Regions from separate parts of the Mus musculus genome. Here regions 1, 3, 4, 5, 6 and 7 are each linked to region 2. Evidence: chromatin contacts called from public ChIA-PET, HiChIP or PLAC-seq and promoter capture Hi-C data. All regions are on one chromosome and are shown on one strand. Each heading gives the region's core, a stretch centred on a gene start, on an enhancer-like site or on the middle of the called end of the contact. The rest is flanking DNA. Distances are from core to core; before and after follow the strand shown. Region 1 holds the start of B4galnt4 (beta-1,4-N-acetyl-galactosaminyl transferase 4). Region 2 holds the start of Taldo1 (transaldolase 1). Region 3 holds the start of Sigirr (single immunoglobulin and toll-interleukin 1 receptor (TIR) domain). Region 4 holds the start of Ifitm6 (interferon induced transmembrane protein 6). Region 5 holds the start of Pkp3 (plakophilin 3). Region 6 holds the start of Sirt3 (sirtuin 3). Region 7 has its middle 14 kb from the start of Ifitm1.

What was found. Promoter capture Hi-C pulls out the DNA fragments that hold promoters and counts their contacts. ChIA-PET counts read pairs in DNA pulled down with a chosen protein or histone mark. HiChIP or PLAC-seq counts read pairs in DNA pulled down with a chosen protein or histone mark. Capture Hi-C pulls out chosen DNA fragments and counts their contacts.
Region 1: an H3K4me3 HiChIP or PLAC-seq map of embryonic stem cells shows a contact between it and region 2, with 13 read pairs. The contact joins the promoter of B4galnt4 here to the promoter of Taldo1 in region 2. A contact is called at or near these places in 4 of 115 datasets of contacts at active chromatin or transcription factors (effector CD8 T cells, embryonic stem cells, pancreatic cancer cells and 1 more) and 1 of 9 other capture datasets (liver).
Region 3: an RNA polymerase II ChIA-PET map of memory CD8 T cells shows a contact between it and region 2, with 36 read pairs. The contact joins the promoter of Sigirr here to the promoter of Taldo1 in region 2. A contact is called at or near these places in 8 of 39 promoter capture datasets (the C10 cell line, the HPC-7 cell line, embryonic stem cells and 4 more), 1 of 484 Hi-C or Micro-C datasets (cortical neurons), 5 of 115 datasets of contacts at active chromatin or transcription factors (embryonic stem cells, large pre-B cells, memory CD8 T cells and 2 more) and 3 of 9 other capture datasets (adipose tissue, liver and pancreatic islet).
Region 4: a contact with region 2 is called in a promoter capture Hi-C map of the HPC-7 cell line. The contact joins the promoter of Ifitm6 here to the promoter of Taldo1 in region 2. A contact is called at or near these places in 8 of 39 promoter capture datasets (the C10 cell line, the HPC-7 cell line, embryonic stem cells and 3 more), 1 of 115 datasets of contacts at active chromatin or transcription factors (bone marrow-derived dendritic cells) and 1 of 9 other capture datasets (liver).
Region 5: a contact with region 2 is called in a promoter capture Hi-C map of pancreatic islet. The contact joins the promoter of Pkp3 here to the promoter of Taldo1 in region 2. A contact is called at or near these places in 3 of 39 promoter capture datasets (hippocampal neurons, liver and pre-B cells), 4 of 115 datasets of contacts at active chromatin or transcription factors (memory CD8 T cells, microglia, pancreatic cancer cells and 1 more) and 4 of 9 other capture datasets (adipose tissue, embryonic stem cells, liver and 1 more).
Region 6: a contact with region 2 is called in a promoter capture Hi-C map of adipose tissue. The contact joins the promoter of Sirt3 here to the promoter of Taldo1 in region 2. A contact is called at or near these places in 6 of 39 promoter capture datasets (the C10 cell line, the HPC-7 cell line, hippocampal neurons and 2 more), 4 of 115 datasets of contacts at active chromatin or transcription factors (embryonic stem cells, large pre-B cells, pancreatic cancer cells and 1 more) and 2 of 9 other capture datasets (adipose tissue and liver).
Region 7: a FOXA1 HiChIP or PLAC-seq map of pancreatic cancer cells shows a contact between it and region 2. The contact joins the enhancer-like site here to the promoter of Taldo1 in region 2. A contact is called at or near these places in 1 of 39 promoter capture datasets (liver) and 4 of 115 datasets of contacts at active chromatin or transcription factors (bone marrow-derived dendritic cells, embryonic stem cells, microglia and 1 more).

The regions. Positions count from the first base shown.
Region 1 is chr7:141,059,439-141,062,309 of GRCm38.p6, reverse strand. B4galnt4 (beta-1,4-N-acetyl-galactosaminyl transferase 4) reads right to left here and starts at 1,332. Exons shown (of 20, transcript NM_177897.4): 1 at 886-1,332. The coding sequence starts at 1,036. Gm39114 (a long non-coding RNA gene) reads left to right here and starts at 1,271. Exons shown (of 2, transcript XR_881000.2): 1 at 1,271-1,512.
Region 2 is chr7:141,390,849-141,393,607 of GRCm38.p6, reverse strand. Taldo1 (transaldolase 1) reads right to left here and starts at 1,448. Exons shown (of 8, transcript NM_011528.4): 1 at 1,290-1,448. The coding sequence starts at 1,386.
Region 3 is chr7:141,099,230-141,102,173 of GRCm38.p6, reverse strand. It overlaps Sigirr (single immunoglobulin and toll-interleukin 1 receptor (TIR) domain), which reads left to right and starts at 1,628. Exons shown (of 10, transcript NM_001355055.1): 1 at 1,628-1,695. It overlaps Ano9 (anoctamin 9), which reads left to right. Exons shown (of 24, transcript NM_178381.3): 23 at 43-155; 24 at 247-955. The coding sequence ends at 274.
Region 4 is chr7:141,015,495-141,018,194 of GRCm38.p6, reverse strand. It overlaps Ifitm6 (interferon induced transmembrane protein 6), which reads left to right and starts at 1,303. Exons shown (of 2, transcript NM_001033632.1): 1 at 1,303-1,495; 2 at 2,036-2,383. The coding sequence starts at 1,337. The coding sequence ends at 2,191.
Region 5 is chr7:141,078,462-141,081,206 of GRCm38.p6, reverse strand. It overlaps Pkp3 (plakophilin 3), which reads right to left and starts at 1,438. Exons shown (of 13, transcript NM_019762.2): 1 at 1,106-1,438. The coding sequence starts at 1,337.
Region 6 is chr7:140,880,519-140,883,218 of GRCm38.p6, reverse strand. Sirt3 (sirtuin 3) reads left to right here and starts at 1,350. Exons shown (of 7, transcript NM_001127351.1): 1 at 1,350-1,456. It overlaps Psmd13 (proteasome (prosome, macropain) 26S subunit, non-ATPase, 13), which reads right to left and starts at 825. Exons shown (of 13, transcript NM_011875.4): 1 at 653-825. The coding sequence starts at 747.
Region 7 is chr7:140,980,643-140,983,372 of GRCm38.p6, reverse strand. No RefSeq gene overlaps it. Among named protein-coding and RNA genes, the nearest start is that of Ifitm1, 14 kb to the right of the region's middle. Within about 2 kb of position 1,467, at least 81 of the 459 cell types and tissues checked have an H3K27ac peak or open chromatin away from gene starts, as enhancers often do. A contact at or near this core is called in bone marrow-derived dendritic cells and pancreatic cancer cells, where this site is marked.

The DNA of each region.
Region 1 (2,871 bases), core at 83-2,582, 330 kb after region 2:
CTGCTGGAAGATGTCTGGAAACAGTTGTCCAGGCATAAGAAGAGGCAGAGGGCCTCTGCAGGCAGGAGACAGGTGCAGGGCTGAAAAGGGAGTTCTGGATCCATCAGGTGGACTGGACCAGAACATAGTGAGCCAGTGTCACTGCTCTGAGACTTTGAGAGGAGAGATACTTGCTCCCCTCCTCAGCTCACCAGCTTCCCTCACAAAGATGGGGCTGAGCTCTACGTGGCTTGGTTAGGCTTCTCCAGGCTCATTCCCTGGTCTTTCTCTACCTAGCTGTCATTGATGTTCACCCTGCTCTGGAGAGTTTTCCCCCAAGGTGTGGGTCCAATGGCCACCAACTCCAGAGGTTCTCCCCGGATTCTTACCCACAGGCCTAAGTTGCTTTGTACATCCTCTGACCACTCTTAAACGTGCAAACTACAGCAAGCATTTACTCAAGTTAGCATTGGTCCCTAGCACACAGACATCTCAGTTCACTCACAGGTGTACCCAGGGTTTCCAGCTGCTCTGGCCACTCTAGGCAGCTGGATCCCTCAACACCACCCTTACCTCCCCACCTTCCAGAAGATGAGGAAACCGAGGCCCTGCTAAGTAGGCAATGGCCTGACAAGCCTCTTAGCTGAGGGCACCGGTTCCCCCAAGGGCCCACCGTTAACTCCATCACCACCGGATCTAAGCCAGATTCCAGGGTCGGAAAAGGTAGGGATGAGCCCCGAGGGTCCCTGGCGTTACTGCTGACGTCACTGGGCGTCCCGCCGAACAGAACCGCGACCCCTCCCCCAATATAGCTGAGCTGGGAGGAGCAGGACAGCAGGGGCTCTGGGCAGTCAGACCCCCAGGCCTTGGGAGGTCCGGGCCCTCTCGCTACGCGCCATCGCGTACCTCGCCCGTAGCCCAGCCGCTGGCGTAGCGCGCGGCCCGGGCGCACCAGGCTCCGGTGCACATACGTGAGCCACGCGGCGCAGGTGAGCAGCAGCAACAGCAGCAGCAGCTTCATCTGCTTGCGGACCTTCTTCACCGGGAACCACGGCATCGCGGCGCCACAATCAGGGGCGTCGCTGCGGCCCCCCGGCCCCGCCTGCCCCGCCCCACATCCCCCGGCCCACCCTGCTGCGCTTAGCGCCTGCAGCACCGCATGGTCCTTTGTCCGCTGCGGGGACTACGGGATTCGGCCACTACTCCCGGGCTGCTCAGGCCGCGGTCGGGGTGGGCGGCGGGAGCGGCTCCTTGAGGCGCTCCCCCGCCCGCCCCTCCCGGCTGCTCACGCTCCTCTGGACGCCGCGGGACCGAGCAGCATCCACGCTGCGGTGCTACCCAGCGTGAAACGGGACCGATGGTCGCGGTGCCCGAGCCAATCGGCCGCGGCCAGCCCGCGTACAACCAATCCGTGATGCTCGGAGGCGGGGTGGCGCGTTAGGGTGTGCCAATGATCCACACGACGCGCGCATTCACCTGGTGTTCGCCGGCCGCGCGCCCGGGGATGCGGGGGTTGTGGGGACCGAATCTGCGGTGAGGGACACCAGGGACGTCGGGGAGAGGGATGTAAGAGGTCGTTGTTACTGTGGAGGCCATGGCAGGGACGAGGGGTGCTGCGGGAATCCGGCTGCGTGTCTGGGAAAACGCTGGGAATAATGAGCACGCAGAGAAGGAGCTCAGCCTTCCTCTCAGTCGGACTAAAACGAGGCTGGGATGTTCTCGGCTAGCTGTAAGGAAGGACAGGTGGGTGGAGGGTGGTTCTATCCAGATAGCTTCAGTTGTGCACTCCATTCGCTTTCTAGCTGGTGCATCCCAGCCCTCCTGACTACCACCTCTCTCCCACCTTACCACCAGCCGCTTCTCTTTGAGGTTCCAGCCTAATGACCAGGGTACTTCAGTTGGTGTAGCAGAAGCTGCTGTGAGCCTGCAGAGCTCGTGGGTTAGGAATGGGGACTGGACATTTAAATAGTCTCCCTTCCTCCGTGATGCCATGGCCTTAAGTAGAAAGAAGCCATTGGAAGGAGATGGAATCTCTTAGAGACCTTCGCACCCTGGGTGGGTGTGCCCCAGTGGAGATGACTGGGCAACTTCCAGTGTCTGTTCTAAGGGGTGGCCTCCAGCTCAGTAGGCAAGGGAGCCTTCCCATACCACATGCACCACTGTGCTGTTTGCAAGGTGGCTTTGCTGGTTTTGTTTAGTTTGTGTTGTTTTGAGACAGTGTCTCACTGTGTAGCCTTAGTTGGCCTGGAGCTCTTAGACCGCTGCTTGCCTCTGCCTCCTGAGTGCTGGGATTCAAGGCATGTGTCACCACACCTGGCTTGCCTTTGTTTTTAACATTACCCCACCATCACTATGTATCCTTGGGACATAAAATCAAATTGGCCACATTTCTTTCTTTAAAAAAAAAACTTTTTAATTGTTTCTGTCGGGTTTTTTTGTTTTGTTTTGTTTTGTTTTAACTTTCTTCCAGGCATCAGCTGCTGTTCTCATCAGCTGGTTTCCTGTCCTGACTTTGTTTCTGATGCCTGCACTTGTTTATATCCTGAACATTGTCTCAGCACACACCAGCTTGTTGTAGCTACTTTTTCATCTTCCTAGTCATCCAGCTAAAAGACATCTTTACAACAGGAAGACTTGAGGGAGCAATAGAGAAGAACAAGAAGAAGAAAAGAGAGGGTCTCTGCTGTCTTATGTTTACTGGACAGAGGCAGAAAACAAATAATGTTTGTTGTTGTTCTGATTTGTTTTTGTTTTGTTTTGTTTTGGTTTGGTTTTGGTTTTTGAGGCAGGGTTTCTCTGTGTAGCCCTGGCGGTCCTGGAACTCACTCTGTAGACCAGGCTGGCCTTGAACTCAGAAATCCACCTGCCTCTGCCTCCCAAGTGCTGGGATTA
Region 2 (2,759 bases), core at 199-2,698:
AACCCTGTCTTCAAACAAATAAACACCAAAAGAAACCTTTACCATCTGACAAAAAAAAAAAAAAGACTTTGAATAAATAAAGTATATAAAATAGATTTTGAATCTGACAATGTTTATAATTATTTGTTTTAAGCCACACTGTCAATGAATGTGCTCTTTGGCTCTTTGTTGTTGTTTGAGACAGGCTCTTACTATGTAGCTCAGGCTAGCCTGGAACCATGTAGCCCAGGCTGGCCTCCAACTCATAAAGATGTGCCTGCCTCTGCCTCCCAAATGCAGGTGTGAGCTACCATGCCTGTCTCTTGCTCTCTTCACAAACATTAGCCGGTAAACTCTGCACTACACACACAGTGGAAAAACCTTAGGACTCCCAGATGGATTTCTGGAAGCTGACGAACACAGCTTGTGTCAGACGGGTTTGCTATTAGACCCACATCAAGTCTGTCCTTTATAGCTAAGCAGCCCAAATATGCCTAATCACTCTCTGCGACTCTCTGAGAGATAAACAATGCACTTACTCATGAGGAATTAAAGCCTGTTTCTCAAGTCACCGTGAGAAAGCAGAAAAGAGCAGAAGTGCTTTTGTACTGAGCTCACACGGAGCATTTCCTGAAAGTCTTTCTCACAGCACATGTGAGATCACCTCCACCACCCTCCAAGGATGAGAGCAAGACTAACAGCACAAGTCTTTCCACCTGTTTTCCGCGTCCCTACCAAGTCCAGGAAAATCTGAGTACTGGAGCTGCGCATGGTGGCACTGCCTGATCCAGCACTAAGGCTAAGATAGAAGGATTACCAGGAGTTCCAGAACAGCCTGTGGCTACACTGTGAGACCCAGTCTCAAAAGAGAAGGAAGTATGACAATGATAACCATTTGATTTAGTGTGTGCAACTGGTCTGACTCCAGCCATGCTGTGTACTGCCCATAGAGAGTAACCAGCTGCATGTGGAAAACCAGTGCAACAGGCTGCAAAAAGCAGATGGTGTCCAGTCTTGCAGACTGCACTGGCTCCAAAGTTGAGCCTGTGTCATCGTAGGGAATTGGGAGTAGGGGTGGGGGCACCCCGGGTCAGGGAGACTTTCTCGGACTACCTCTACCCACCGAGGCTTCGCGCCGGGCTCCCAGGGTCACCAATAGCCCAGGAGCTATTGATCCTTGAAGGTTCCGCAAACTCACCAATCCCAGCTCCAGCGCCCGCGAGGCCCCGCCCCTGACACCCACACCGGTGCTGGTTCCAAAATTGGGGGCGCAGCAGCTTAAATAGGGCGCATGCACCGCGTCCTCTTACCATTGAAATCACCCGTGTCGGCCACCACGGTGGTGAACTGCTTGAGCTGGTCCAAGGCGGACTCCATCCTCTGGCGCTTTACCGGGGACCCCGACATGGCGAAACGCGAACAGCTGAGGCGGTAGCCGGTGCGTGCTAACCCACAATGCCCCGCGCGTCCTGGCCAATCAAAGCAAAGCTAAATGAAGCCTGACGACGAGCCCCGCCCATGTACTTGGAGACCTTGCCATAGACCACGCCCCGTGTCACGGTCGGAGTTCTCTTCCCCAGTAGCGAGTGGTTAGTTTCTACCAGTCCAAGGAGAGTGGATTCTTTGTACCCCTCTAGAGCTCGGATGCGTAGAATGAACAGACAACGGATTCTACTGAGACGCGCGCTCAGTAAGCCTCAGACCCCACGGACTACGGATGGATGGGTGGCAGCGCTCTCGCTCCACACCCATGCTAATCCTTGAGCGGGTCCTTGCCTCCAACTGTGCATTCCCTACAGGGGCTTCAGAAGTGCACCCTTTCTCCAGCTGTGGGACTCCCCTACTCCCAGTTTAGGGACTGGGAGCTGCGCCCTCTCTGCTGATCGCGATAAGTCAAGCTCGGTGCAGCCCCTGCTTACAGGCAGACAAGCTAAAGCACAGTCTGAGAATCAATACAGGTGTATGGCCCCATGGGCGACTTCTGGCAAAGCCACCAGTTTCCGCTTCCCAGATGGAGTGGTTCTGGTGTTGCCTTAAGCTGCTGGGTGATCCTTCCCTTGCCCATGATTTTGCATCTCCCCTGGCTGGAAGTCTGTCTGGAATAAGCAGCAGTTTGAGAAAGTTGAGATGGGGAATTGAATCTTCAGTCATGAATAAAAATAGTAAGGGCAGTTTCTTTTACAGTGTTCCCATTATTGATTTGCAGTTCTTTGAATATGCTGGCTCAAGCTATTACACATATATGTGTATGCCGGATATTTTCTGTTAATATTTTGTTTACCACTCGTCTTAGTTTGCTTTCTATTGCTGTGATAAACACCACCACCCAAAGCAACTAGGCGAGGTTGATTGTACCTTACCCTCCCAAGTAACAATCTATCACTCAAGGACTGCAAGAAAGGCGCCTGGAGAAAACTTCTCACCGGCTTGCCTCCCTTGGTTTGCACAGCCTCCTTTCTTTACAGCCCTGAACTTCCAGGACCACCTGCTCAGGGATGGCACCACTCACCGTGGTGCTATGGGCTTTCCCTTATCAATCATTAATCTTAAAATTAATTTTTTCTTAAAAACGGAGCCAGGCAAGGTGGTACAGACCTTTAATCCCAGCATTCTGGAGGCAGTGGCAGGTGGATTCAAGGCCAGCCTGGTTTACATAGGGAGCTCCAGACTCGCCAAAGGGAAAAAGCCTTGCCGACTGACTTGCTAATCTTGAGGACAGAGGCATTCTCTCATTCGAAGTTCCCTCCTCCTGCAAAATCCGAGCTGTGTCAAGTTGACAA
Region 3 (2,944 bases), core at 379-2,878, 290 kb after region 2:
TAGCCACTGACCTTGCTGGGCCACGCTCCCTATTGCCTGCAGCATTTTGCCCTGTGCATCAAACTCATTGCTGCGTGGTTTGTGCCTGATGTGCCCCAGAAAGTGAAGAATGAGGTTCTGCAGGAGAAGTATGACAGAATTCGCCATAGAATGCGGTAGGGATGTAGAGGCTCACCTGGCTGGAGCAGGTCTCTGCCTGGGGACAGGCCTGGCCTCCGACCCATACCAACCCTATCCTTCCTGCAGCTTCAGTTCCAGGAGCACGGATGTATAGACGACCTGGGGCAGGTGGAGAAATGCCACTTTCCAGGAGCCTGGACTAGGAATAAGTCCCCACCTCTACAGCTTGCCCCTATCCATAACAATGTGTATGTATGTGTTGAGGGAGGCTGTAAAATGGCCCATGTATATGTAGGATCCTGGATGGTCTACATATATGTTAATACATGAAGATCAAAGGAGGGCCTAGACTATATGTAGGTGTATATGGGCATCCTACGAAGCCCATGTGTATATGTTAACCACGGGAGACTTGTATATGTAGGGATCATTGAAATCCATGTATATTTAGGGTATTTATGAACGGCACAGATGTGCCTGTGGGGTTTGCTTCAACTTTCCTACGGTTCAGATTGGTACAGACCTGACTTGAGACTCTTGAATGACCCTAGTACCTATAGAACTGCAGGTTGCTCATAAAACCCCCATGCAGTAAAATTAGCCTAAATGCCATGGACCTCCTGGCTTCTGGGCCTCAGATCCTGCTCTGTGGCCTCCTGCTTTGTGGGAAGCCATGGACCTCCTGGCTTCTGGGCCTCAGATCCTGCTCTGTGGCCTCCTGCTTTGTGGGAAGCCTAGAGAGTAACTTCTGGATCCCCTCCCTCCCAGTTAACCTGGATCCGTACAGCGGCAAAACTTTTTACAAGCAAAATAAACCTGTGTGTATTGATTTCTGAGCCTCATGATGTAGATCCAGTTTCTAGAGATTATTTCTTCCCTGGGCTAGATTGAGATGGGATGAATTATGGCAGCCTGGGGCCACCTGGCTCTTCTTTGGTTTGCCTCATTGTCTTTGGTTTTTGTTTGGTTGGTTGGTTGGTTTTTCAAGACAGGGTTTCTCTCTATAGCCCTGGCTGTCCTGGAATTCACTTTGTAGACCAGGCTGGCCTCGAACTCAGAAATCCGCCTGCCTCTGCCTCCCGAGTGCTGGGATTAAAGGCATGCGTCACCACCGCCCGGCTTTGCCTCTTTGTCTAAGCGCGGGGCACCTTATGGAAGAAGGTTCTTCCAAATATCTGGGGTTTTGAGTGGCAAGAGAAGACACGGGGTCAGTTATGAGTGGGATGTGAATCAAGAAAGACTTTCTGGAGGAAAAGGAAGAGTTTGGGCTGGAGAGGCAAAACACCATGACAGTCAGCAGGGTGGCCCTTTGCGGGTTGCGCTGGTTGGGCTCCTTTGGTCAAACCAAACCCTGCCCCTAAGCCGGGAAGTTTGAAGATCCCGGGACGGAACTTCCTACACTCACCAGCACTAGCCTCAGGCTTAAAGCGGGACACTAGGTCCGCCCTAGCCCTGCCTGCGGGGCGGGGCTGCACCTGCCGCTGGGTCTGTCGCCGCTGCGCACCTCGGACAGGTAAACTGTCAGCTTCCGCGCGAGTCTCAGGTGGGTGGCAGTCGTGACTCAGACACGCGGAGGTGAGTAGAGGTCCTGGTTCCTGGAGCCGCTCCAGTTTTAGGGTTGAGGACCTGGGAGCACTTTGCTCCGAGGAGCCTTGGGGCCATGGTCCCGCAGGAAGTAGCTCTGAACCAGACGGGTTTCCCGCTCAGCCCGGAAGCTCGAGAGCACTGCGTCCAGTCCCCTTCTCTGGCCTTGCTCTTTTCATTCTGCCCAACATGGTCAATAGCTTCCTCTTGATTTAAGTGCAAGCCTGTAGAGGCGGGCGAGGGGTCGTAATACCTCGCCTTCGCTCCCAACAAACGTATCTCAAACCTAAGCAAGTCTAGGACACCTGAGCAGAGTGAGAGGCTGGCAGGGACCCGGGCTCGCGGGGACCCTAGCAGAGCCTTCGCCTCCTGTGAGCGCCAGCGTTCGGTGCGCGCCCAGACTAGCTGTCGGCGCGCTTCCGCTCTCCGTGCGCGTCCCCATCTTCTGCACGCGTGCCTGATAGGTCGGCTTGCCTCACCTGTTGAGTTCCGGGAAACAGGTCGTGCGCCACCCGCAGAAGACCAAGGGCAAGAAGTAGGAGCTGGATGAACTCGGGGAATTGGTCTCCTCGAGGCCTTTTATGCACACTCCTTTCTTTAAAGAAAGATATGTGGGGATCCAACACACACCAGAAACAGGGGCGGCGCAAGAGTAGCGCTGAGCAGCACCCAGGTGTCGAGATGCTGAGCAGCAAAAAACCGGATCCACAAGTGGGGAGCGGGCCTGGGGCTTCGAGCTCCGAAGCTCCAGAACACTCACTCATCTGATAGCACAGGATGCCCCTATAGCTCAAGGACTGTGCCTCCAGGACCTGGGCCTTCCAGGAACCTCAAAATACGGAGGCAATGCTGAGTGATCCGAGGGTCTAGGCTGGGATTTAAATTCTGAGGCCCTGGAGTGCCTTCAAAAGACTGCAGAGGCAAATATCTGAGGCCATCTGAGTTTTTATGCAAGAGTGGCCTGAGGCTGGGGTATGGGATAGAACAGTGGTTCTCAACCTTCCTTTAATACAGTTCTTGTTGTGGTGACTCCCAACCATAAAGTTATTTTTGTTGCTACTTCATAACTAATTTTGCTACTGTTATGAAGCTGCAACTCTTTAATCTTTAATACAATTCCCCATGTTGTGGTGACCCCCAACCATAAGGTTATTTTTTTTTCTTTTTTTTGGGGGGGGGGTTCGAGACAGGATTTCTCTGTGTATCCCTGGCTGTCCTGGAACTCACTTTGTAGACCAGG
Region 4 (2,700 bases), core at 54-2,553, 380 kb after region 2:
CAGCAGTTTTTTTTTTTTTTTTTTTAGATTTATTTTATTTCTATGACTACACTGTAGCTGTCTTCAGACACACCAGAAGAGGGCAAAGGATCCCATTACAAATGGTTGTGAGCCACCATGTGGTTGCTGGGAATTGAACTCAGGACCTCTGGAAGAGCAGTCAGTGCTCTTAATCACTGAGTCATCTCTCCAGCCCCAAGCACAGCAGCTTGAAGGAACCCAAAAGTCCAGGCTGCTAGGACAAGACATTCTATCCTTGGTGGCCTGGCCATGCTGAGATCTACTGGTCCTGGGGCTTCTGAGAACACAGTAAGAGCAGGTAGCCTAGCATCTGTGGTGTGAGGAGAGGGCCGGGGCCTGGGGGTGGGGACTGTTCCAGGAACATAATTTCTGTCATTCAGAGGAAACTGAAGAGCACATTCATAACTTGCTTTATCTCTTTCCGATCCTGTTTTGCCATCTTTCCGGCAGGGTGTACTGAGGCAAGAAAAAGAGATTGCAGTGTCAGAAAGGTCTCGGCCAACCAGGTGTTGCGAATTTCGTGGCCTCACTGGGTGTGGTCCAGACATATCCATCTTCCCCCAAACTCCAAGTCTTTTAGTAAAAGGATAAAGGTTGAGAAGGGAAAGTGGAATCACATGAATAAGTTAGTTAGCACTGCAAAGGCGCTGCCAAGTGTCTGAAATAAATAGTGCAGTCTCCCAGCCTGTGAGCAGAGCCCTGGCCTGAAAGGCACCGTACTGACCATCCATTGGTCCTGGCTCAACAGGGATGGCAGTGATTTGTAGCTTTCTCTGGCCCTGGTCTGAAGCAAGTCAGCCAGTAAGTGGACATGGGTTTCTGCAGAGAAGGCTCCTATCTTGAGGACTGACCTTCGGCACCCTGGAGATGGGATGGTAGAAGGCTTCAGGTTCCTGACTGGGGAAATAGCTGCTGTAGCTATTGGCCTGGGCTGGGGAGGTAGAGGACTAAGTCCTGAACTGGGATCTGGTATAGGAGGGTCTCCCGATTTTTGCCCTTCTTGAACCCTATCCTAGTGTGATTACCATTCAGTAATCTGTTTTCACTTCCCACTTCCCAGACAGTTCATTGGTTTACAAACAGGAACAGAAATTTTGGAGAAAGTAGAACTTTGAAGAGGCCACTGAGGAGGTGGTGGAGGCGGGGGCGGAGGTGGGGTGGGGAGGGTGTGTGGGGTATGAAGCAATCTTATGTAACCCCTCCCCATGCATGTGGATCTTACACCACAATGGTTCTATAAAAGTGCCTGTGACTCCACCACCCATATGAACTTCCTTGAAACAAGAGCTTCCTTGCTTCCTTTAAGCACAAAAACATGGTTAAGAGGGATCCTGACTCAGCTCCAGTGCCATCCACTGTGGTTTGCATCAACAGTGATGTTATCCAGCCGGATCACATTACCTGGTCTACATTTAACACAGTGTTCATGAATGGCTGCTGCCTGGGTTTCATTGCCTACATCTACTCGGTGAAGGTGAGTGTTGTAGAAGGTATGTATGTGGTTGTGGCTCCTCCTGCCCAGAGGACACCTGGGTCATGTACAGCTTTGTGTTTGTGTATGTGTGACACACCTTGGTGTCCTGAATGTACTTATGTGTTTGTATGTATAGACTGTGTAAGTAGCATATAGAATGTATATGTGGGTTGTATGTAGGAGACTCTCCTATGTAAGCAAAAGGAGAGAATGCCCAGGGATTCTGGGGTGAGACTGTCTCCACTCTAGTTTAGAGGGATTCATTCTGCTTACTGCTTAGTTTCTGGAATGCCCCTTCACCCTGCAGACTGGGGCACCAGGCTGGGTGCAAGTGAGACTTACAAAAAATGGTGCCCCATGGTGAGCTGAGCATACAGTTCTTGGGTCTGCTGAATGGTCTGAGTGTGTGAAAGGGAGAGGGGTCCCTGATATTAGGAAGGAGACTGCACTGAGCGGGAAGGACAATGGGGAAACTGAGGCAAAGCATCTGGCTCTTGATGACTTGCTCCAAGGCCACACTGATCTTTTCATCTCTTTCAGTCCAGGGACCGGAAGATGGTGGGCGACATGACTGGGGCCCAATCCCATGCTTCAACCGCCAAGATTCTGAACATCCTTGCTCTGGTCATCTCCCTCATCTTCTACATCATGCTTATCGTTTTATACAGCTTTAACTTACTAGGTAACCAAAGATAATAGAACCACTAGTTAGGTACTAACTAGTTAGTTAGCTAATTATTAATTAACTAAACTAGTACCGAATTTAGTATCTTTAGTACCTATTAGATACTAAGGGTGGGACTCCATGCACTGTCAAAGTCAATGGACTACTAAATTCTTCCATGCACTGTCTTCGTGAAGAAAGCATTCATGTGCTCTGCCCCTCAGAGTTGCCCCTTATCCTGGCCAGAGGCCCTAACCTGTCACTCTACCCTCCTGTAAATGTTTATCCTCATGCATATGTTCACAGTGGATTCAATAAAGTGCACGTGGTAGCGATTGTGGTGAGACTTCCTATCCCCTGACTGCTCCCTACTGAGCTTACTCAGAGTTTCCCTGGCTTTCTCCTTGTTGAAGAGGTAGGGGTGTGGATGGGGTGGGTGTGGATGGGTGTATAGTGCAGGGCATCCACAGATAAGTAGGATTCTGGCCTCAGGATGGAGACAGCAGCTGACAAGCATCCTGAATAGTGTTCTCTTTTACCT
Region 5 (2,745 bases), core at 189-2,688, 310 kb after region 2:
CTTCGCTCCTTCCCATTCAGCTCAGGGGGAGGACAGTCTGATGTTCCCCAGATCCACCCAGGTTAATGAGGCTTCTGGGCAGGGGCTGTTAACCCTTTGACGCTAGTGAGGGCCAGCCTAGGGGGCACACCCCAGCCTGGGGACCTTACGCCCACCCTCAAATTACTATCCTCCTCCCCCTAATTGGCAGGGTAGCCAAGTGATAATTAACCCCTCCGTGTACCCTCCCCCACCCCATGACCCCTGGGCATCAACTTGGCTCCAGAAAGACTTAGGCTCAGATTTTAGGCAGCAATCCAGCTCCTGACCTGCCCTTCTGCCAGACAACCCTCTCCTTCTGGCCAGACATCATGGGACCACTGAGAACTGAGGGCTGGACCTCCGAACAGAGGTTCATTGTACTGGCTAAATTTAATTCCTGTTGTTGTAGCCTGGCAGGTATGGAAAGGATGTTTCTGGAGTGACTGCCTTGAGCCCAGCCTGTCTGAGTGACCCTCTAACACACACAAAGACACAGACACAGACACACACACACACACACACACACACACACACACTGCCCCTGAGGAGTACCCTTTGGGCTATTCTCATGAAGTGTATCTGGGTCACTCCTGGTAGGCCCAGTTCTGCAATTCCTCAGGGAGCCCCTGCTCCAGACAGACCTGGGCTCTATCCAGGATCACCCCTCTCTCACATGCTGTTACCATTTGGTCAGGAGGCACTCTGGCCTCTCTGAGACCTCAAGTATGCCTGTGTTCTGTGGTGCTGGGAGGGAATGTGTTTGGGGGTTTGCCGACAGGTGGGCCTGGCTGCTCACCTTGTGCCTCCAAGTCTTTCCAACTTAGGGAGTGGGTAGGCCCAGCCCCAGGACCCCTGTCCCGGCTGGGGAAGGAGAGATGCCCCACCCAGGCTACTCCCTATGCCTGCTGGGGCGGGGCAGTGACTCAGAACAGGCCTCTGTAAGGTGAGTCAAAGCCTGAACCCCGAGCTTGGACGGCTTCTGCCCCTGGCACCACCACTCCTGCCCTGGCCACCTCCACCGGCCACTGTCACCACTACCAACTTCATTACCCTCTGTCGCCTACCATACCCAAAGTTGGCCTACCTCTGGCGCTCTCCGCGGAGCCATCAAGCTCAGCAGACCCATTGTGCCGCGACTGCTGGCCCAGCTGCAGGAGGCGGGCTCGGACTTGCTCCTGGACTCTGGCAGCTCTAAGTCGATCAGCCTCCGGTCCCTCCGCACCCCGGCGATCCAGCTGTAGGTCCGAAGGCAGAGCCAGGGAGCAAACACCAGTCTCAGGCTGCAGGGCAGACAGCAGGAAGTTACCTTCCTGCATAGTGACAGGGGCGACTAGCCAGCCCACCTGTCCTGGGCCTCTCCCGGTCTTGTCCCTCGAGGCCCGGTTCCAGAGTCTCTTCCTGGCTGGCTCTCATAGACAGACGCCCGCCCGCCCGCCCAGCCCAGAGCTTGGCTGGGGGCGGGGACACCTGGGCCAGGTGGGAGGGAGGGGCCTCTGCCTGCTTAAGGTGGAATTTGGGCGGAAGAACTGGCCCTGCGTGTCCTCAAGTCGCCTGGCCTTCCCTTTCCTCCTGTCCCAGGGCCACAGGAACGTGGGTTCTACTTGCTCTCAGTCTTCCAAGTCCAGACCAAACCCCATGGGTGCCAGCGTTCTCAGTTTGAGAGTAGGGCAGGGAGCCTGTGGGAGCCTGTCACTACAAGCCATATGAGAAGGAATGTCCCAGCCTGGGGGGTTGGGAGCTCTAGAGTACCAAAGACCAAGCAGCTTCCAAGACAGCTGGACCCAGGCTTGTTGAGGTCCCAGCAGGGTTGGCATCCAGACACAGTTTCAGGTTTACAGAGTCCGGATAGAGGATAAAGAACTTGAGTGCTAGAGTTTTAGGGTCAAGAGCAGTACCATGATGGCCCTAAACCTGGGCCTGACAACTCAATAAGAGAGCCCAGTGAGGTAGACATATGTCCACCCCCTGACCTGCGAATCTGGAAACTCACCCCAGCCTCTACCTGTACAGAGGCTTCAGAAGGGCTGCTTGGCCCTCTCTGGCATCTCTCCCCAGCTTCTGCCCCCCAGGCCTGGGGTGGGAGGCCCCGTTCCCAACATCTGAGTCATGGCTGGCAGGCGGGGCTGCCCCAGGGGGTTGACTCAGAGGGGCCTAGGCTCATGTCAGCACCTGCCAGGCTGGGGGGCCAGGAGGTTTGGGGGGAGAGCTGGGCTAGAGAAAGCGGGGAGACTGGAAGTGAGGGGCACCAAAGCTTGTTCCTAGAAGGTCTCCCAAGCACCCCTGTCAGGTAGGCTAGCATGCTGTGAGTTAGGCCGGCCATCTAGGTAGATTGGGAAGGTTAAAAGACAAAACTAGGAAAGTTGGCGTATGGGAACAAGTTGCCTCACGTTCCCTGGGACTTCCCTTAAGTATTCCTGGGTCTCTATCCTAAGGGCTGTACTTTTCTAAAATCTAGTCCCTGGGCTCAGCCTGAGCTCTCTGTCCCACACCAGGCCCTTTAAGAGTCCTGGACTCTTAAAGACATTAACAGAGGGTGACTAGGCGCAGAGTCCTGGAAACGGAGAGTGCTCAGAGAATGACAGCATCCAGGACAGGATCAGGATGAGTAGGAAGGGCTAGAGGATGGGAGTCAGAGGTCAGAGGTCAGAGATTGCTGGGGAGAGAGCACCGAGGGTGAAGCCCCCTACCCCCAGGATAGAATCTGGCGGGGATCTACTGGTTGTG
Region 6 (2,700 bases), core at 101-2,600, 510 kb after region 2:
ACCTACAAAACAAAAAGCCCTCAGCCCCACATCCTAATGTGAAGAAACGGATGCCTTCAGCCTTGAAGGCATTGGTTGTGACTTTAGAATTCTACAGCTATATTTTGAACTCCATTCTCTCTTACTTATTAGCTGAATACCTCACAGAATAGAAAACTGATATTCAATCTTATCTGTCAATAGGAAGGATGAAATAAGCCAATACTTTAAAAAAGCCAATATATGAACCTTTAGGACACCGAAATAGCATACTTCATACCAAGACTAAAGGATAATATTTAATAATAGAGATAAAAGTGTTTTGAAAAACACAAAATGTTACACCATATATAGGCAGGTACATACTAAACACTGAAAAATTTCTCTTGAAATCACTAAGAGTTTTAACTGCTGGACATTGTCATGTGGAAAGGTTCTGAGGAAGAGGTGTTTTTTCATAGGCAAATTCTTATATCAAAGTCAGCAATTCGTAATTGTTCTTATCAAAGCTGGTAAGGCTGGAACGCAGGGAGTCTAGATACAGAACCCTGTTAACAGCTCTGCTCCTAAGGCTATCTCGACCCCTTTCCTCCACATCCCTGACCCTCCGGACTGATCAGAGCCCCTGGCCCTCCCACAGTCCTCTCCCTCCCGCCCCAGCCTCGGAGCTCACTTCTTCGTGTACAGCTCTTCCAAACGGTGCCAAACGGCAGCCTGGCCCGGCCCGGAGCTCTGACTCTGCTGTAAGAAGGCCGGCACATCCTTCATGATTGCAGAGAGCTGGGAACAACACAAGCACTAAGCAGTCAGAACCGGCAGGGATGGCGCACGGAAGTGCTCGCTCACTTCCGGCACCGCGGGCGCGCGGGGCATGCTGGGAGCGTCCCACTAGCCTCACGGGTTGCGGTCGTCAAGGTAACCGCGTTCTTGACTTCCGCTAAACTTCTCCCGGGTTTCTGGCCCTGCCCTTGAGGCATTAAAGAGTAGAGGTGCCTGGGGACAGCTAGCCACTGACTGGTCACGTAGCCTCAAGCCTGCAGACTTGGGTCCTCTGAAACCGGATGGCGTTTGGCGAGGACTAGGTGTGATGCAAATCGCTCAGAGAGCATTAGTTATCACCCGCCTACTCAAGGAGGTCGAGAGCGGCGTAAAACGATGAAATCTCCCGGTTTGGCTTCCCAACCAATAAGTCAGAGTCCCACAGAGGGAGAAGCTGCCAGCACCAGGCATAAACACAGCCTTCCACACTTCGGGTTATCGTGCGGGGGCTGGGCTGGGCTCGGCCGAGGGAAGGCGCCGGAGGGCGGCACTTGGCCAGAGGGGGGGCGGGAGTAAGAGTGCCGAGAGGGCGGGGCTTGGCTCACGGGGGCGGGGATTCGGATGGCGCTTGACCCTCTAGGCGCCGTCGTCCTGCAGAGCATCATGGCGCTAAGCGGTCGACTGGCATTGGCCGCGCTCAGACTGTGGGGTCCGGGAGGTGAGCCACGGCAGGGGAGACACGGGATCTCGCAGATAGGCTATCAGCGGCGTTTTAGGGGCGGGTAGCTGGAAGCAATTGTGGGAGTAAGGACCCGGCAGGCGCGCCCTTCTACAAGGTTTTGCTGACCGGCCATCACTACCTTCTCCTTAAAGGTGTTTTTCTATGTAACTATTGCAGCACAGTCTTTGAAATATTTTATAGAAGTTCGTTGTATGGATGTCTTATAATTTATATCACCATTTCCTTATTGAATACTTTCTAATCTTGAATTATTACAAATAACGTGATAAATAAACGTGTTTGCACCCCATTTGGACCACAAATTCTCAGTAGACAGCCTTGGGTAAGGTTACGTGGTTTGTATTATTTTGAGACTGGTCTCTTGTTCAAACTGGCCTTCAGCTGGCTGTGTGAAGGAGGATGACCTTGAACTCCGGATCCACCTTGCTTCCACCTCCCTCCAAGCGTCGGAGACTACAGTCACATGCCACCACATCCAGCTGTTACTTGTGTTTTAATTGTCCCCCATAAAGGTTGTGAAACTAAAAATTTTTACCAACAGTCATACTGTCTGCAAAATAGTAACATGTCTCATAGAGTCCTGAGAGTGATCAATAATAGGGATATTTTCAGTTTGAAATAAGTGAGTATATTAAGTTAGAGAGAAATCATCACACTGCATATTCAAAAAAAAAAAAAAAAGTCAGCAGACGTCTATTGGCTATCTTTAAGGTAGCTCGGTGGAACTCCCAGTAAAGAGTCCTTGCCAGAACAGAGTGACCCTTTCAGTGAGGTTTTTAGTAAAGCAACAGATGGAAGTAATATCAAATTGGACACTTGCTACATCTAACAGAAACTGGCAGAGAAAGTTGAGATAGTCATTTGGAGCTCCCAGGTGGGCTGTCCCTCTGTCTGAGCTGCGGGATTTCCTTCCTACTGGAGGGCACATTCTTTTTCTTGCAGATACTTTCCTATACTGGGATAAACTATAGTGACTTCCACTGGAAACCGTTTCCCTTCTGTTCTCAAGGGCACAAGTGTTTTCACTCTTGGGCTGTTTTGCTGTTCTCTCTCTGTCCTTTTACATAGTTAGGGGAGCCAGCCCTCCAGACTTTGGACTTTGAGACAAACATGGGTCTGGCATGAGGGAAGGGGTTGTCGGCCTTGTTTCCAAAGCCATCTTCTCAGTGAGCTCAAATGACGCAAGACAATTTATCAATATAATGTACAAATTTGGACTT
Region 7 (2,730 bases), core at 218-2,717, 410 kb after region 2:
GAAAACGGTTATTCGCTAGGCACACAGACAAGAAAGCAGATGTCAAGTTCTTTGTAGTGGGCTAAAGTCTAGTGGTGTGAGATGAAGGGCATGAAGACTGCGATCATTGTGGCTCCTGAGAGGGGCATGTCTAGGAGATGCTGGCTACTGAAGGATGAGTGGTTTCATCCAGTCTGAGATAAAGGAAAGTGGTTTCTAGCTTTCTGAAAAACAACTCCGGTAGCTTTTGCTACCTCACCAGTTCGCACAGTAACCAAGTCAGAGGTGTTGCCTGTGGCAAAGCTGAGGGTGAGGGCAAATGACCTCTAACTCCTTGATAAAAGTCAGTGGAGGGCTGGTGAGATGGCTCAGTGGGTAAGAGCACCCGACTGCTCTTCCGAAGGTCTGAAGTTCAAATCCCAGCAACCACATGGTGGCTCACAACCACCCGTAATGAGATCTGATGCCCTCTTCTGGTGTGTCTGAAGACAGCTACAGTGTACTTACATATAATAAATAAATAAATAAAATAAATCTTTAAAAAAAAAAAAAAAGTCAGTGGAGCCCCTCGGTTCTTGCAGCGTCCCCAGTTGCAGCTAGGTATTTCATGGTACGTTCTAGCAACTCTGGTTAGCACTGAGCGTCTCATCCTGCTAGTGTTTTTGCTTGTTAGAGACCGGATCAATCAATTCACTCGCCTTCACACATACTCATCAGCTCAGGGAGGCACAGATCTGTGGACCAGGACAGTCTGCTGTTGGTGACAAAGCCCTGTCCAGAGCCAACCATGGAACTAGACTTGCTGATCGATGCTTGCACCAGTTAGCCCATAGATTGGTCGGTACATGATGGATAAAACTGCGGCTCTTTTGTAAGAAGCTTCAAGCTCAGTGTTGGCTGTCCTCTCAGCACCGCACATGGCTTCCCCTAGCTATCCTGGTTTATAAATCTCCTCTGCCACCTGACCGATGACGGTCTGTCTCCATTATGTCTCACTCTATCCAGATGCCTTCATCATGACCTCCACTGTGTCTGAGAGTGTTCCCAGTCACAGCTCTCTCTGTTCTCCTGCACATGGTGCCAGTGCCCTGGAACAAGACAAGTCCTTTTCTAGATGCTTTCTCACTCTCTAGGGAAGTCTGTACAGGGCTTTCTAGAGCTGGAGATAGGGACTCTGGCAAACTTCTCTGGAGTGATGGAGTCAGAACAGTTCCAACGAATGCTGCTGTCACTTGATGAGACCCATGACTCAAGAGAGTAATGGGTAAGGAAGGAGCCTTTTGTTTTGGCCAAGAACCCAAAAGTGAACCATTCCCGGCAAATTAACCTCTTGAGTCTGGAGCTTCAAGTTACAAATATAGGGAAGGAAAAGTGATAGCGTGAGGTGGGCTAACGGGGCAAATATGCAGTCATCTCCGGTCAGAGACAAAGATCTCCCCAGACAATAGAGGCCTTCTTCTCCTTCTGGGTGTTTGTGGTTTGGGTGTTTGTGGTCATGCTAGCTTGTGGCAATCTTTAACGTAAAGGGTGGAGTGAGTAACTGTGCAAGTCTAGGCTACACTGACCAACATTACAATCTTTTTTTTTTTTTTTAGACAGGGTTTCTCTGTGTAGCCCTGGCTGTCTACAACCAGGCTGGCCTCGAACTCAGAAATCTGTCTGCCTCTGCCTCCCGCGTGCTGGGATTAAAGGCGTGCACCACCACTACCCAGCTCTGTTTTCTTTCTTTCTTTCTTTCTTTCTTTCTTTCTTTCTTTCTTTCTTTCTTTCTTTCTTCCTTCCTTCCTTCCTTCCTTCCTTTCTCTCTCTCTCTCTCTCTCTCTCTCTCTCTCTCCCTCCCTCCCTCCCTCCCTTTCTTCCTTTCTTCCTTTCTTTCTTTCTTTCTTTCTTTCTTTCTTTCTTTCTCTCTTTCTCTCTTTCTCTCTTTCTTTCTTCCTCTCTCTCCCATCCTTCTTTCCTTCCTTCCTTCCTTCCTTCCTTCCTTCCTTCCTTCCTTCCTTCCTTCCGTCTTTCTTTTCTTAAAAACAGGATTTCTCTACATAGCCTTGGTTGTCTTGGAATTTACAGAGATCTGCCTGCCTTTGTCTCTGGGTGCTGGGATTAAAGGCCTGGGTGCCTACACTCTGGGTTGCATTACAATGTTTCTTGATGATCTGCCACACACACTCCAGTGAAGTCTGCTTGACAGGCTGAGAAGCCTGGGAGCACTCACGAGGCATAGAGTTTCAAAAGGAATTCACCTCCTGGAACCTTGGCATTCTCATTAACCCATATACTCATACCCTATCCCTGTGTTAGTCTGGTGTATGGACCCACATGCTCTCTTTTAGTATTATTTTATTATAAGTGCCTTTTAAGATTGAATTCTGACATAGCTAAGCCTTCGCCAGTGTTCCAACATCCTAGAAAGTCCTTGAGCTGATCATGGGCTTGGAATTCAGTAAGAATGTTGCCTAATTAGTGACATTCAGAATTGCCTCTAGTACTACACTATCACTTACAATAAAAGCCAAGTTGCTCCCATATACAGGAATTTACAATGGTTTAGGAAGTAGACCAGGCTGTGGTTTTAGAATATTGCATTATTCATGAGATCGTTAGCTAGAGCAGAACTCCCTAATTAGAACCATAACTTGGGTATGAAAGCCCTTGACCTAGGAGTGTAAAGACCTCACACCTGGCTTCTGAGACTATAGCTGACCTTAGATAGGGCTGACTTTGTCTCAGTTGTTTTATTGCCCAGTTCCTGCC